Linked DNA regions of Mus musculus: region 1 is linked to region 2. A link is a contact called in public Hi-C data. All regions are on one chromosome and are shown on one strand. Each heading gives the region's core, a stretch centred on a gene start, on an enhancer-like site or on the middle of the called end of the contact. The rest is flanking DNA. Distances are from core to core; before and after follow the strand shown.

Region 1 (2,700 bases), core at 34-2,533, 80 kb after region 2:
CCCCCACTGCCAGGATCTACCTGTTTCTTCCACATTCCTGCTAAGATCACAGCACATGTCGCCATGCCTGTCACTCTTACATGGGTGCTGGGGATCAAGCTCAGCTCCCCATGCTCACAAGGTAGACACTTCATACAACAAACCACCCCACCCCCACCTTCACCTCCTCTCTGCTCAGAAGTTTCTATTTTATCCTTATTCTTCAACATGGAGGTCTCATATTTTATTTAGTAAAATGTTATTGTAAGAAAAATACCAAAATTCAATTTTACAATGACCTTTTTGTATATCTTTTCAATATATTACAAAGACTAAATCATCTTCCATATAGTCAAGGGCTCCATACTTCCTGTTAATGTATTCTAGACATTGTTGGAATGTCATTAGATGTAGAACACATGCTAATTTAATAACATAGTTAATGTTTTATGATCTCTAAAACCAACAAATTTAAAATTAAGGATCTCTTAGGAGCTATAAACGCCATTTCCATCTTTGCCTGGCTACATTTCTCGCTCCACTACACCAGGGGCACCACTGACAGGTCTTAAACTACAAATTCAATTCATTCAGTGAAGTTTTACAAAGCAGCACTTTTCATTCATCATAGATCATTTTATTTACACACTTGTCTGTAACAAACTCTACTCCTGGGCGTAATGGTGGAGATAAGAAGATATAGCAGGAGCTTTCAGAGAAGCCAGCCTGTCTGAATTGGTAAACTCCAGGTTCAGTTGGAGACCCTTTCTCAAAAAATATGGTAGACAGTGACAGAAGTCACCCCCACATTGACCCCTAACCTCCACATATGAATACATATAAGTTGGTTTGGAAATATTTTTTATACATTAGAAAAGTTTTGTCTTTCTAAAGCACATATATGCACACTCATGTATATTTCTGAGTGTGCCTGGGCATGTATGTACACAGGTACACATGTGTGTATACGTGCAGACACAAAGAAAAAGTAAATTGCATGTCAAGAGAGAAAGAGCAAGCTTTGGAAGTCCACAAAGGAAGCAAAAGGATGCCACAAAAGAGCAGATGCCATGTGAATAAAGAGAAAGCCAACCTGGGTCATGTAGGCTAAGAAGAAACAGATGCCATTTCTAAAAGTTGAGCCACATAGGCAACAGGCAGTCCCACCATTAGGACAAGTCCAAAGCAGCATTCACAAGCTGTCATTCCATTTTGGTGAGATGGTGAGAAATCCCACAGTGTCATTCTGGGTGACTCAGGGCAACTAACAGGCAGCATCTTGAGCAAGATCCTATTAAAAACCAAGCTTCCTTGAAGTGTGAGAACAGGCCTAGCAGCTTTGGTTTGGCCTGCCACAGGGTCAGGGTGTGGGAAGTCTCTGGAGGCAGAAGTAGAGACCAGCAGGCTGGAGGCTGACAAATCCAGGCTGTAGACAACAGGAAGCTGGGCAGGGAAGTGCATGGGGAAGGATAATCTAACCCTGGAGGCCAGAAACAGACACAAATCAACAAAGAATCGCTCTGCAGTCTGATCAACCTCTGGACCATGATTACTGACTTGCACTGCCGTACAGCCCCAGAAACCTGATGTTTCAGGCATGGTCTGTATACCTAAGAGCTGCTTCCCTCCAACATGGCAGTTAGTACTCAAGAGTTCTTGCAAGTATAAAGACAGTTTCTGCTTGAGCAGATCGCAGTGCTGTGATTGCTTCTCACACTCCCAAGACATTTGGGAGAGATCTTCACGTTTGGGAGACATCTCCAGCTAGAACACTAGCTATCACAGGGATGCAGTACAGCATGTATGTAAAGGATGAGACAATTGCCTGGCCCACAGGCTGAAAAGTTACATGTGGCCAGCAAAGATTCCTGAGAAGAAGAGTAAAGCCACCAAAGTAAAGACAGACCTGGTGAACATCTGGTTTCTCAGTATTGACTCAGCAGCAGTGTAAAGCTGGGAAAGGAAGGGAGTCCACTAGTTCAACTGACCCTGCCTCCACCCCAGAACATATGTAAGTGTCAGTTTCTAATCTTCAAGGGCCTTCAATAGCCAAAGCAATTCTTATCAAAAGAGTGATGCTGGAGGACTCTCAATGCCTGATTTCAGACTATATTAGAGAGCTACAGTAACAAAAACAGCTTGGTACTGGCTTAAATGCAGATATGCAAACTGATGGAATAAAAGAGAGGACCCAGAAATAAACCCACAGAGATATAACCACTGAATTCTTGACAAAGGTGTCAAAAAAGAAAAAAAAAGACACATTGAGAAAGAGAGAGTATTTTCAAAACACGGGGCTGAAAAAAATGGAATTTCTGAGTGTGCAATGAAACTACTCAGATCAGTTCAAAATGCATAGAAGGGATCTTAAGGTAAGACCCGAAGCTTCGCAGTGACTGGGGAAGATGTGTGGGAAATACTTGAGGACATCAGCAGAGGCAACAGGACTGCAACAGCACTGTAAATGAGCCCAATGATTGAGAGTCAGGATACATGAAAGCAAAGCTTTTCTCAGGGTCTGCAGAGAGGGCTCAGAAGTTAAGAGGACTGGCTGCTCTTCTAAAAGGCCACGGTGTGTTTCCCAGTTCTCACACAGCGGCTCATAACTATCTATAACTCAGTTGTAGGAGATCCAACACCTCTCTGACCTCCACAGGCACCAGGCATGTATGTGGTATACACACATACATGCAGGCGAAACACCGATACTTATAAGATAAA
Region 2 (2,700 bases), core at 115-2,614:
GGGTACTTGGATACATGACCTTTAGCTGATCCAATTTGTACCTGTTTCCCAAACTATGATGTCACCTCTCACTATTCCCTCACATGCAGTCCTTGTTCTAGCTGACACCACACAATCTCACACTTCTCAGCCCCTGCCACCCTTCCATGCTGGCTCACCAGTTCTCACCCGGCTGTCTACAGCAACCTTGAATCTGGTTTCTCTTCCTCTGCCTGCAGTCTATCCCATCCTGAACACAGAATCCCTGCCATCCTCTGAAACTACAGACCATGCTGCTCTTCCATTTGCCCCAAAGGCTTCTCTTCAAAGCTCCAATTTCCAAGTTCCAGGTCATTACGAAAGTGGGGACGATTCCATTTACTATGTTTTGAAAGCAGATTTTGACACTGTAGAATAACACAGTCTCTATACTAAGTAAAATATAAACACAACATCTAAATGTTCCCTACCATTTATCATCAAAATGCAAGGCACTTTAGAGAGGAAACAATTCAGTTTAAATGGCTGCCCGGCTTTCAAGGCAGAGTCACCTAGCAGAGCAACTGCAGAAATAGATGAGCTGTCAGTATCCCTGGTTGACTCAGGCACATCTTAGCTTAGAGATCAGAGGGTGGCACCATCAGGGACCACTGTGCTAACTGTTCCTCATCGCTTGATCCCTTAGATAACTGCACATGTACTGATCTAGTTTATAAGATGATTAATTGTGTGATTTTCAATAATTATAAATCCCTCTGTTGGGTATTATTATTATTTCAATGGCTCCAAACTCTTTAACTTATGTCAGGTCTAAACTCATAATGCTTATGCTCAGATAACAGGCTTAGTACAATTCTCTTTTGATCATGACAATCAAGAGGTTAGAATCAACAAGCCAGGCATGAAATCTCTTATCCGGGGACTTAGGAAGGACCAAAATGGCCCTTCCAGGTCTGCCCACGTGATATAGCATGCCTCTCTTAGAATATATTTTCATTTTCGACTAAACCCCTTGGGGCAATGATTCCAAAGCAAGTTTCAGAATCTGTTTTTCTTTAACACAGGGCCCAGAACTCAGCCCCTGGACAACCCTCCCTGAATCCTACATTAGAAACAGTATTTCCATGCTTATTTTTTAAAGGGCTGGAAGATCTTTAAATTCAGAGACTAATGAAATTTTATGTTTCCCCTGGGGAAACTACTAGATTTCTGGGAAATATCCATGTGCCCTGAATTTTTTTTTAATGTTGATAAATTGAATGACCATGAACTGAAATACAAAAACTGAAATTCAAAACCCACACACTGTTCCTTGAACATCTCAGCTCAAGGGCTCTAAAGCTATAAATTTTCAAGCCAGATAGACAAAAATAAATCATAGGTCTAGGACTCAAAATCATATATTTAAATATGAAAATGAAGTTAATAATAGCCTCAAGTAAACACTTCAGGACACTGAACCGACTTGCTAAAGTTTTAAATATTTTCTTCAAGAATGAGGAATGTGACTATTTCTACTGAAAGATTCCAATTTGGTCTTGGTTTCTGTGAAAATAGAAAGAAAGTCATGATGTACTCTCAACAGCTTTTTCCTGAGGTGGTTGCTATCTGCTTTCTGTTCCACGAACCATCGAGAACAAAACCAATGCCCTCACGCATCCAGGACTTCAGAGTGAAAACCAAGGAGATCCCGAGTCGAAACAGAACAAAGGTGAGCCTGAGGCCACTTGGTGCCTGGCAACCATTTTCTTCCTGGCCTGCCAACACCCTCAGACTACAAGGTGTTCACTGGCCCCAGCCTCCCATGGGTGCAGGAGAATCCTAACCTTACAAATTCGATAGCTGGTTTAAAGGGCAGAGTTTCAGAAAAGTTAAGTGACCTTTGTTTAGGAATATATCAAGAAAATATGACCCTGAGACCCATTCTGCTTCATATAAGGCCCAGGACATGGAATTGCTCTTCAGCTACACTCACCATGACGCAAATGATGCTCTCTCAGGCCTAACTCTGAGACAGTACCAATGATAATGACTTTGTTTATTGATCCCAGGTTAGGATGATCTAGCACCGGGGCTTTTCCTTGTGGCATCCAATTTACTACTCATAAACTATCTTCTTGTGAGATCCGGTCTCCTTATTGCCCTTATTTTACGAGGGAAAACACCACAATCAGAAGCATTCAGTAACTTGGTACCAAAACACAGTCTGCTGTAACTTTAGTTTTTTCAAACCCTACTCTTAATGATGGTTCTTAAATGCTTTAACCTCCCTTCTAGCCCACAACTCACCAGAGGTAGAAAAGGGAAAATGGACTTGTTTATAAAGGCTCTTTGGAGCAACTCCCATTTGAGTTGTCTGGAAATTGGCGGGTCATTCACAGGAGTTAGCGGCAGCAGCTCGATCCACTTGCAAATGTTTCACGGGAATGTCAGCAGTCCAGTTCAGGAGAATCGGACACTGTCATGGAACAACTTAGCAGGAACAAGCAGGCCTTAGCCTCAGCACAAGTCAGCAGAAGGGACCAGCAAGAATGCCAGCAGCTGTTCTTGGCTGTGCCTCTCTCAGCAAAGCAAAGATCAGCTAAGGCATGAGACCCATAAGCATTGTACAGCTAGCTCTGTAAGCAAGCCTAGCTCAGCCTCCATCACTGTCTGTCAAGTCCTATTGATACCCTCCAAACATCATGTGTTCTCCACAGATCTTGCCTCAGCACGTGCGTC

The links. A called contact is a pair of places that touch in the nucleus more often than the background predicts.
Region 1: a Hi-C map of the 3T3-L1 cell line shows a contact between it and region 2, with 4 times the contacts expected there. The contact joins two enhancer-like sites. A contact is called at or near these places in 1 of 39 promoter capture datasets (the 3T3-L1 cell line), 17 of 484 Hi-C or Micro-C datasets (the 3T3-L1 cell line, the HPC-7 cell line, the N1E-115 cell line and 11 more) and 4 of 115 datasets of contacts at active chromatin or transcription factors (embryonic stem cells, fibro-adipogenic progenitors and heart atrium).

Annotation. Positions count from the first base shown.
Region 1 is chr2:21,181,713-21,184,412 of GRCm38.p6, forward strand. The region is part of intron 4 of Enkur (enkurin, TRPC channel interacting protein); the gene reads right to left. Among named protein-coding and RNA genes, the nearest start is that of Enkur, 22 kb to the right of the region's middle. Within about 2 kb of position 1,284, at least 43 of the 459 cell types and tissues checked have an H3K27ac peak or open chromatin away from gene starts, as enhancers often do.
Region 2 is chr2:21,101,832-21,104,531 of GRCm38.p6, forward strand. It overlaps the pseudogene Gm13377. Among named protein-coding and RNA genes, the nearest start is that of Enkur, 100 kb to the right of the region's middle. Within about 2 kb of position 1,365, at least 3 of the 459 cell types and tissues checked have an H3K27ac peak or open chromatin away from gene starts, as enhancers often do.